3 separate regions of the Mus musculus genome follow, and all the other regions are linked to region 2. Evidence: chromatin contacts called from public Hi-C data. All regions are on one chromosome and are shown on one strand. Each heading gives the region's core, a stretch centred on a gene start, on an enhancer-like site or on the middle of the called end of the contact. The rest is flanking DNA. Distances are from core to core; before and after follow the strand shown.

Region 1 (3,652 bases), core at 764-3,263, 260 kb after region 2:
AAAGGAGAACAGAAGTGAAATGTAATACTAGAAACCTGCTGGGTGTGGTGGCGCACACCTTTAATCCCAGCACTTGGGAGGCAGAGGAAGGTGGATTTCTGAGTTCAAGGCCAGCCTGGTCTATCGAGTGAGTTCCAGGACAGCCAGGGCTATACAGAGAAACCCTGTCTCAAAAAACAAAACAAAACAAAACAAAACAAAACAAAACAAAAACACCTAGAAACCTTTGTACAAGTCCCAAAGTCATTTTTGCAGCACGTACTGAGCACGGGATCCATGACTACCATGAGACCCAGAGCCTTTGCTGCCTGGACTAATAGTGACCATTTCAGAGCATGAAGTGTACACCTTTAATTCCCACTACTCTGGAGGCAGAGGCAGGAGGATTTCGGTGAGTTCCAAGGTAGGCTGGTCTACATAATGACTTCCAGGCTAGCTAGGGCTACAGAGTGAGACACTGTCTCTAAATAAACAAACAAACAAACAAACAAATAAAATAAAATAAAATAAAATAAAATACATACATACATAAATACTTTAAACATGCCCTCAATTTGTTGACCTTACAAACTATTTCCTACAGTAAATGAGAGGACTTTCCTCCTATGCCATACCTTCATTCAGAAAGTGCTGGAGGTGGTAGGTAATATTTAGACATGTGTTGATTGACTATTCAGATAAGGAAGAGTTTTGTGGACTTACTCTTCAGTCATACATCCTGCCAGGTGAAGAAAGCTAAGTAGCCTTACGGGGCTTAGAATGAGTGCTCGACCAATTTTCTTCTGCCTTACACATTCATTATTGAGCTGGGAAGTCCCTATTTGGAAAGACAAGGCAGCATTGCTGGAGATAAGCAAGGTTAAACAGAAAGTAGGCATGGAAAGAATTCTGCACCGTCTATGAAAACTCATGAAGTCCTATCAGTAATTAAACATAATTCACAAGGAGTCACACTGTAGCAGTTACACACCTTACATATTTATCAGAAATTACGTCCAGGTCACAGTGCTGAGGAGGAGGAGGACACCCTAGAATAGATGGCAGGAACGAGGGGGAAGAAAGTCTTGATCTCAGATTGCAACCAACTCTAGCAAAACTTTTGATATTCCACTGAAGGGACTTGGGGGCCAGACAAACATTTTTGATAAACAGCCAGCTCTCCTGGGTTCCATGGGGCTTCTGAGTGTAAGTTTCAAAACAGACTATTAAAAGCCTTGTCCTAAAGCTGAGCTGAGTCCCTATTAACACACTTAACTACAGGTTTCATCAAATAGGCATCCAATTATTGCCAAGATAAACATCGGTAGGTGTTAGTTGAAAGAGAGAGGGAGGGAGGCCCGAGGGTCTTCCGATTCTTTGAAGTTTTATTTTGATGAAATAAAAACTCAAGAGAGCCAGCCATAAAGATGAGCTGGGGTAGAAACAGAGACCACTTTTACCTGCAGGAGAGCTTGGCGACAGTGGGGAGAACCAAGGGACTGTGAGATTTAAAGAAAACTCGGTGCCACTCTGAAAAAGGAAAACAACTAAGATAGACTACTCCCTACCCTCACACCCCCAAAAAGGCGCCAAGACAATGGGCAGGCATTGTTCGCAAAAAAAAAAAAAAAAAAAAAAAAAAAAACCGCCTTGAGTCGAAACACACGTGAGGTGTCATGGGGGCTGCCAACTGACAGGCCATTAGATCACTCATAGAAGAATACTCAAGGGAGAAATCTCCAGAGTTAAGGAACGCCCATGTGTTTTCTGTCTCAATATGGCTTAGGGACACTAAACTATAAACATTCCCTGTCAGGAGACAGTCACACAGAAGAACCAGGCCACAGGCCCTCATGTCTAGAGTCTCCAGCTGTAAACTTGGGCAGCCTCCCTTCTAAGAGTGGAAATCTCTAAATCATCCTTGCTAAGAACAGACCCTCAGTCTGTGCCTTGGTTCAGAAAAGTATCCCAGTGACCTCAGAGGGAGTTCTCTGCCCAAGCTAGACGCGTTCATCAGTTTTCCTCATTCCATCTCCACAAGGAATTCTTGGTGGATGACCACACTGTGGGCTGGAAGATCCCATTAGGGAGGATGCAAGGTATACTGAAACATTCCAGCTTTTTTAAATTCCAGAAGAATTACACAGTAGCACAAGCAGATTCTCTTGAGACAAAGAACTGTGGTTTATTTCAATCAAGATGGCCTAGTAAGAAAAAGGATGAGGTTGTACTCACTACATTTGAACTATCAGAGAGTCTCAAATATGAGAGTCATTAGATGAATCTTTCATTCCTATTGCTAACCTGCTTCTCTTTTCTTGTTTGTTGTTTGTTTAGCCCATAATGACATAAAAGCTTAGCTTTTAAGACGTGCTCTCAGGACATACTAGCCATGTGACTATTTAGCCCTAATTTCCACTTATCAGTCTGGAAACAAACACCTGTCCGTGCCCCACCAGTATAAATAAAAAAATAATAATAAATTGGTTTTCCTTTTCTTCAGACAAGAAAACAAAATTGTCTCAAAGGTGAATGTGTCAGTTCACATCCAACAACTACACTGGGCCATGCACTATTGAAGTTCTAGGGAAGCAAAACTCGGGAAGATAGGGTTTCACCTTCAGGAGTTTCCCTGCAAGTCCATCAATCATCCAGACGAAGTGACAGGAAATAAAAAAACAAAACAAAACAAAACAAAAAATGGCAGAGCATAAGGTGAAGGCTGGACTACCGCAGTGAGAGCTGGCTTGCTAACATCTTACAAGTTTGATGAGAAACTTAAAAAAAAAAAAATCCTGTAGCTAAGAGTATAATCTGAAACTATTTAGAAGTCTAATGAAACCTCCACTTTAGGGCAGAAATCGTACCCACATCTGTCTAGACACAGAAGTACACTTCTTATGGAGAACATTTATGGGGAAATAATCTGATGTCAACACTAGTCTTGAAACTTACAGTGAAGTGTTCAAGTCAGAGTTTATCCAAATAAAATGTGTTCCTTGTATAGATGCCCTCCATCCTAACAGGTCAGAGTCCTTGCCACAGGCTCTGACTCACCCCAGCCAGTAAACCTTTGTCTAGAACAAAGAACAAATGCCATCCATTTCCTAGATACAGTAACAACTCTTCTAAGAAGAAAGACTTGCGAGACCTTCCAAACTACTGGGAGCTTTCCTTAAAATTTTGAAGGTTGGCACATCAAGTCTCCACAGAATTAGGCGCATCCTCTCCCACTGAGACCAAGGGGATACCCGGGCGGGGGTGGGGGGCACCCTCTCAGGGAAGAAGGGACATTTAAGGACACTCCTGACAGCCTCAAGCATCCACTGCCCATACACAAAGCACACTCTTACTGTGTGTTGACATCAGCTCCTCTCGGAAGGCTTTTCCTTCTATATCTAATCTCCCAAAGGCTTGGGTTTTGATAGAAACTTAAGATACTTAAGTGTCTTTTGTTTCTCATGATTAAGACCTTGGAATTGAATTAAAACAATCCAGAATTCCTCGCACATTGTCGGAAAGTGCTCTTTAGGCTAAACTCTTTCAATAATAGATAATTGAACTTGGACTACCTCACGTGCTTAAGATCTACAGATAGGCAGTAACGAAAGAGGAAGGGCTAAACCAATGACTGACAGAAGCTGACTTCATGCCTATTCTAAGGGTGGGATCC
Region 2 (3,346 bases), core at 408-2,907:
GCATTCACAGCTCTTGCACATAGATACAAATACACACAAGCCATATAAACAGACACTAAACCACATACTCTGAACTTTAAAGAAGTCACATGCAACTGAAATGGATCCAAATGGAAAGTCTTCACAGTAGATTTGCCAAGGGTCTTTTTGATATGGCACTTGCAATGTGTCTGTTGGTTCTATCATGCCAGGATTCTGATCAAAGCAGTTCCTCGATGAGCTGCTCAGCACGAACTCCTGCAGACAGACACAGCAAGCAGAGCGAAAACCATGATGGGGTTCATATGCTGCTGGTTTTAATTATGAACAATACATGAGACCGTGGCTCCTGTGTGAATGAATAGTTCCTCGTGCCAGGGTCAGCAGCTGGTGGCTTCCCCTGGTGTGAGAACACATCACCCCAGGCATTCCTCTCCACCCACCACACTGCACCTTCCCACCTTCATTCCTTCCTGCCAAATGCATTACTTCATGATGCTAAATCAGTGTCCTTTCCATGTTCTATTACTGTGTTTGAAAATGCTTGAGGTTGGGTTCTTTAAAATGTATGCCCTCTGCCTCAACTCCCAGAGTTCTTGACTTCTATCTCTGCTTGTTTTTTTTTTTGTTGTTGTTTTTGTTTTTGTTTTGTTTTGTTTTGTTTTTCAGTTTCTGAGTCCAACAGCGGTTCTCAACTTGTGGGCCATGAATCCACCTTTGGGGATTGAACAATCCTTTTACGGAGGTCACCGAAGACCATCAGAAAACACAAATATTTACATTATGGTTTGTAACACCAGCAAAAGTACCATTATGAAGTATCAGTCCAAATAATTGTATGGTTGGAGGTCACCTCAACATGAGGAACCGTGTGTCATAGCATCAGGAAGGTTGAGAACCACTGAATTAGCAAGGATTGGCGAAATGATGGAGGCATGGAAGATATAACAACCCTGAAGAGCTTCCTTGGAACCCGAACATCTTCCCATGAGGAATTCAAGAACTACATCCTGCATTTTTATCATCTTAAATCAAACAACAAATCAATAATATCTTTCAGAAGTAACCACAAAGACACATTTCCAATCGTTCAAATTGTTTTGCTCCTCTTCCCGTGCTGTGTTCTTGAGTTACAAAAGTTGTTGAGCGTCTTCCATGGGATGTTTGATGTTTCAGAATATCAGACCTACTATGTGAAGCTAGCAGATTAAATTCTTTTCTTTGGAAAATGTTTGAAATCGTGGAGATGGTACAATATTGGAGAGATAGACTTGTTCTTTTCCTAGACATACAATGCCATATTTGTTAATTACCAGGCAGTAAGCAACAATTGTATGCAGCTAAAAGGGAGATTATAGTAAGAAATGCAGGGTGTGATCTGTGCCCAAGTGAAATGGATAATATATTTACCATTCACAAGAAGATAAAGGATGTGCTAGTAAAAGTTCAACCTGTGTCTACTCAAAGCTTTTCAAAGCACTCTCCTATTATTACTTAATTCCCATACTATCCTAACATTCTCAAGTGTCCTTATCATAGTTAATTCTCGGAGCTTTACCAAACAGTGCCCTACCCTCTATCGTGGTTAACTCTCAAACGTTTACTCCTAAGATAACAGCCGCAGATTACAAAAGAAAAGATTGATTCGCAGAAATGTACTTAGTTGCTCAACCACATGACCCCTGGCAAAACTGGGAACAGGAGGGGAAGGGGTGGAGAGGAGGTGAGACAAGGTCTCTCTGTGTAGCCCTAGCTATCCTCGAACTCACTATGTAAACCACTCTGGCCTTGAACTCAGAAAGATATACCTGCCTCTGACTCCTGAGTGTTGGAATTAAAGGTGTACACCACTGTGCCGGCTTTGTATTATTTTTAAAGTTGTTTAGATTCTAAAAACACTTTGGGTTTTTTTTTTTAAATACTGTATCTCTGCAAGTTAGTCTACTCAAGGAAACAGAATGCATGCCAGAAAGTTTCACAGAGGAATTTGGCTGGGGAATGTAACTGCAATGGTGTTGCAAGAACTTACTGGCCTCAGAGGAAAAGGCACGCCAAAGATTTGCAGGAGTCAGTATCAGCTGCAGGGCTGGAAGCACACAGAGGGGGATACAGTGATGATGTTGCCATGGTTTCTGCTGCCTGGGGCCTACTGGAGGGGAGGAATGCTTTGGAGAAAGCTCAGAAGCAGAAAACCATACAGGAAACTGGAGTTCACACCGAGAGAGGGTCCTAGAGACTGAGTCTCAGGAAGAAACCTAGGGAGCATTTTAATATGGGAAACAATATCTCTGTGTATTAGAAAAATAAATTTTCTAAGAACTAAGGATTGGGTGCTGAGCTGAGGTAAACAATCAGCAGGTAGAAAAGATATGGGAAGGACATTTCCGTGTTTGCAGGAAAGCATCGCCTTCCTACACTGAGAGCTAGGATGAGGTGCCCCAGTTACACTGACTGAATAGGAGATAGCAGATTTGGGAGGACAGGGCATACATGGATATTTCAGCAGGATGAAAACATTCTCCCACGTGAGCACGCTAAAGAACCACCAGGTTATCGCCACTGTTTTATCCTTACACTTTGTAGGCTCTCCCTATGCCTCCTGTTGGGCTAAAGTAGACGAGAGCCATTTGTCCAGGAAACCTGGCAAGCACAGTTTGCAAAGATCAGGGCTGTGGGATACAGAGAACATCAGAGATGAATGTATCAGCACGGGAGCAAGCAAATGATTGCTACAATTCTCTAGAATGAAAAAGAACTGTGGAGCCCTTGTAGTTAACAGATAGGAAAGAAAATACTTTGTATGAGGGGAAAGATTCTTTTGTTGAAGATGGCCTTGTGTATGTCTCTTTAGAGAGATTTTAGAAACATCTAGAAAAAAAAGGATATAGCTGGGAAAAAAATGAATGAAGGGTTAGGGTGCAAGGAGAGGGGGAGGAGAAAGAGAGGGAGAAAGCAAGAGTGAGTGAGAGAGAGAGAGTAAATACTGAATAGCCCAAGTCAAGATTTTGAAGAAGTATCAGGAGCAACTGGTAAAAGACAGTGAGAGTTCATTACGGAGTGAGTCCAGCAGAGATTGACATTAACTCTGTGCAAACTACAGAGGTGACAGCAGGAAATCTGACAATCTAGACAGAAGATGAGACAGAAGTAGCAAGGAGCCTAAGTGAGCCACTTAAGTCAAGCAAGACTTCACTATTCATGTGTCCTCATCTCCGCACTGGTCCCTGCCCCACTGAGGAGACTCTGGCATCATCTACCATATCATATTTGTGACTAGTCTCCTCATGGTGTCCCTCATGTGCTACCAACGTTCTGTCTACAGGTAGCTGACATATATTTTTAGTTGAATCCAGTCACTCTCTTCCTT
Region 3 (3,484 bases), core at 942-3,441, 220 kb after region 2:
ATACTTTCTCTATATTGTGCTATTTTAAAAATTTCTCACAAAGTTGCCTGTCCTCTTAGGTAGCATAAGTCTCAATTCCATGGTCCTTTTCACTATATTTTCAAGAAAACATTAAGTACCATCTTTCCGTTAAATATTCCTCCATAACATAAATGGCCAGGACGAAGCTCCCGGTTCACTTCTAAATGCTTTATTCTGTCTACTTATGTGTTCACTTATTATCGTGCTTGTGTGTAAAAGCACATGCCAGGACTCTCACACAGCAAGATGGAGGACAACTTACAGGAGATGGTACTCTGCGTCCACCATGTGAGTACCAGGTTTCAAACTGAGGCCATCATTCTCACTAGCAAGTTCCTTTGCTCACTAAGCCATCTTCTAGCCCTGGTCTCAACTCTTGAAAGGAACCAAAGCTTTCCGTAGAATAGCTTCCAAACTCTTAGGCGGTTTGTTCCAGGATCGCCGTGGATGCCAAAATACGAGGATACTCGAGTCCCTTGTATAACGTGCCTAATGTTTACACACAACCAATGTGCATCTGCCTGCATGTGCCCCATCTCTTCTAGACTACTTGTCAAAGCTAAGGCATTTAAATAATTGTCACCATGCAAGATATAGGTACTAGAGACAAGAAAAAAGTCTGTGCATGTTTAGATAGAATTGTTTTAAAACCTATTTTCAGTCCCTGGATGGTTGAATGTGCCCATAAATATGAAGGGCTGACTGTGTGCCATGAACCAGGCCTTATGAAATATATCCCTAGCAACTATGTTACTTTTTTTTTTCATTTTTCCTGATGATGTGAACCTCAGAGATATGAAATGAGTTTTTTTTTTTTTTTTTAAGCCTTAGACCAGTAACACTAAGCTCAGGTCGATTATGAATCTTGTGAATATCATGCTGTACATCTCTGAACTCCAGATAAGGGTTTTTCATCCAGCTTTGACCCCACTTCTTGCCTTCCATAAGAACTGAAGAATCAGGACTACCGCTCGGGAACGAGATGGATTTCTTCATTTTAATATGTCAGAGATCCCCGCCCTCCCCACCCCCCCAAGGGTCTCACACTGTCGTCCTAGCCTGGAATTCACGCTGTAGTCCCTCTTGCCTGGCACTTAGAGATCCTGCCTCCTAAATTTTGGGATAAGAAATGTAAGCCTCTAAGCCCAGCCAGACAAAGATTCCATTTGTAACCGAATGGAATGCCATTTAAGAACCACTTCTCCTCCTTCTGGAAACAGCTTGTGGTAGAACCTTCTAGAATCTTTTTTGAAAAGCATTCCTGTGTGGGAACCATTTTGAATTGCCTTACATTCTGAATAATCCTCTATTAATCTGCCCATTATCCTTACAGATGGATTCAGCTAGGAGAAGGAAAGTGGACAAAACAGTTTAGTGCCTAGGAACGTCCAGAACAAACAAAGTACAAAGCTCCACCAAGCCAGAGGAATGGCACACTTGAATTGTATTTCAGATGACACATCTGGGGTTGGAGAAATGGCTGTATGGTGAAAAACACTTCCTGCTTTTGCAGATAACCTAGGGTCAATTCCCCGCACCCATGTGACCGCTCACAACTCCAGTTCCAAGAGATTCGACTCCTCTTTTGGATACCATGGGTACAAGTGTAAGTGCAGGCGTGACAACCATGTACATGAAATAAAAATAAAGGAATGTATAAAGAATGGTACATTCAAGGGGTTTGTAATTGTTTATCGTCCTAGTCCAATGTAAGCATGGAGCCCTGGAGCAGACAACCAGGGAGTAAATGGAACATGATTAATCAACAGAAAGTAAAACCTTCAAGACAATGTAGAGAGAACAGTAAGCAACAAATAAAAGGTAAATTTGTTATACCAAAATTCCAACTAGCCTCAGAAATGTAAGCGACTCTCCTTATATGTATTCTAGTAGTTCATCTTCTTGCTGGTATATTGTGTGTGTGTGTGTGTGTGTGTGTGTGTGTGTGTGTGTGTGTGTGTGTATTTATTTTGAAAAGCTAGAATTTGCTCTGAATACCAAGGCAACTTCAGCTCCTGGAAGCAAAGGCGGCTGAATAGATAGCAAGCAAAATACAGTCTCTATTATTCTTAGCTTTAAAAAAAAAATTTTTTTTTTAAATACCCTCTGGGGAATTTGCATACTAGTCAGACTTCAGTGCTGAAGTGGGTGGTTCCGGCTGAGAGCAAGCTCTATTCTTGGATGTCTGCGCTGCGGCTGAGCAGGACAGGGATTGCTCAGTGCCGCTACGGACGGAGCCTTAGAGTCGTTTCTTTTAATGGGGTTCACCTGTCAAGTCCAATTTCCCAAACCTGAGCAAAAAGCCCTTGTAATGAGGCACGCTATCCTTTTCTTGGCAAAACTCAAAACCGGGCTGTTTCTGTCTGTCGGCCAAATCCTGAAGCATAGTCTTGCGCTTCCATTAACGAGATTGCGTTCTCTTCAGATGGAAGGCTCAGGAATTTCTCTCATCTCTTTTTCGCCACCCCCCCCACTCCCACCCCCACTTCTTTTGTTAGCAAAAGTGTGTCACAAGTCAACACACTTTCCTCAAGGCAAAACAGGTGCCTTCCTTTCTTTCTCTTCTTTGAGTAGCACTGTCATTATGTGGCTGAGTTTCAGGTTATGTGACTCTTAGCTACTCTTACTCAAGGCTTCACCATTCCATTACCAGCCAGGAGTCTTTGGTGCCTATTCAAACATTTTCTATCTGAATAAACTCACAGCTTAGAAGGCAAAAAGATGGTGAGGTTGCTAATGCAGAGCCTTTCTTTCTAGTGTTTGGGCTTCAGGATTTTAGACTTTTTATCAAAATATCTACATCATTTTAGAAGTCAAACAAAAATACAAATAAATTAAATTGGTTTAAGGTCTTAGTTGTTTCTATATACAGGGGATCTTGTAAGCTAAATATTCCTCATCTTAATTAGTATCTGAAATTGGTTAGTGATTAATAGAGTATACATTTTTTATGTGAACTACCCGCCCCTTTTTCTTGAGAAAGCTTTAGTCCTTTAAATCTTGGACAATGACCGGAAAGCTTAATGAGAGAAAACAAGTGAGTGTTCTGCTAAATGATCCCAAATCTGAGTGGGGTAATCTGTCCCTCGCCTCCTGGAATTTTAACACACTGACCTGAGAGAAGGAAAAGGAAGAAGAAGAAGAAGAAGAAGAAGAAGAAGAAGAAGAAGAAGAAGAAGAAGAAGAAGAAGAAGAAGAAGAAGAAGAAGAAGAAGAGGAGGAGGAGGAGGAGGAGGAGGAGGAGGAGGAGGAGGAGGAGGAGGAGGAGGAGGAGGAGGAGGAGGAGGAGGAGGAGGAGGAGGAAGTTAGATAATGCCAGTTGATTAATACGTTGCACTAAAAGTGAATCTCCTGAGTTCAGAGGAGAAAACTCAGGGAGAGTATAAAATTACTTTGGTGCAACAACAAAAAATAACAAGAAGCAAATGTGATGTTTGCAATGTCAAAAACAATATGGAAGTGG

The links. Hi-C and Micro-C count contacts between places; a contact is called where the count stands out from the background.
Region 1: a contact with region 2 is called in a Hi-C map of adipose-derived mesenchymal stem cells, with 2.8 times the contacts expected there. The contact joins two enhancer-like sites. A contact is called at or near these places in 9 of 39 promoter capture datasets (the 3T3-L1 cell line, 3T3-L1-derived adipocytes, the HPC-7 cell line and 4 more), 10 of 484 Hi-C or Micro-C datasets (the AML12 cell line, adipose-derived mesenchymal stem cells, beige adipocytes and 6 more) and 3 of 115 datasets of contacts at active chromatin or transcription factors (bone marrow-derived macrophages, embryonic forebrain and trophoblast stem cells).
Region 3: a contact with region 2 is called in a Hi-C map of adipose-derived mesenchymal stem cells, with 2.0 times the contacts expected there. The contact joins two enhancer-like sites. A contact is called at or near these places in 4 of 39 promoter capture datasets (the 3T3-L1 cell line, the HPC-7 cell line, cranial neural crest and 1 more), 5 of 484 Hi-C or Micro-C datasets (adipose-derived mesenchymal stem cells, bone marrow-derived macrophages, cerebral cortex and 2 more), 1 of 115 datasets of contacts at active chromatin or transcription factors (microglia) and 2 of 9 other capture datasets (bone marrow-derived macrophages and embryonic stem cells).

Annotation. Positions count from the first base shown.
Region 1 is chr15:25,394,433-25,398,084 of GRCm38.p6, forward strand. All of the region lies in intron 1 of Basp1 (brain abundant, membrane attached signal protein 1), which reads right to left. Among named protein-coding and RNA genes, the nearest start is that of Basp1, 18 kb to the right of the region's middle. Within about 2 kb of position 2,014, at least 59 of the 459 cell types and tissues checked have an H3K27ac peak or open chromatin away from gene starts, as enhancers often do. A contact at or near this core is called in adipose-derived mesenchymal stem cells, where this site is marked.
Region 2 is chr15:25,138,939-25,142,284 of GRCm38.p6, forward strand. All of the region lies in intron 2 of Gm35996 (a long non-coding RNA gene), which reads right to left. Among named protein-coding and RNA genes, the nearest start is that of Gm35996, 39 kb to the right of the region's middle. Within about 2 kb of position 1,658, at least 19 of the 459 cell types and tissues checked have an H3K27ac peak or open chromatin away from gene starts, as enhancers often do. A contact at or near this core is called in adipose-derived mesenchymal stem cells, where this site is marked.
Region 3 is chr15:25,356,595-25,360,078 of GRCm38.p6, forward strand. No RefSeq gene overlaps it. Among named protein-coding and RNA genes, the nearest start is that of Gm36555, 26 kb to the left of the region's middle. Within about 2 kb of position 2,192, at least 53 of the 459 cell types and tissues checked have an H3K27ac peak or open chromatin away from gene starts, as enhancers often do. A contact at or near this core is called in adipose-derived mesenchymal stem cells, where this site is marked.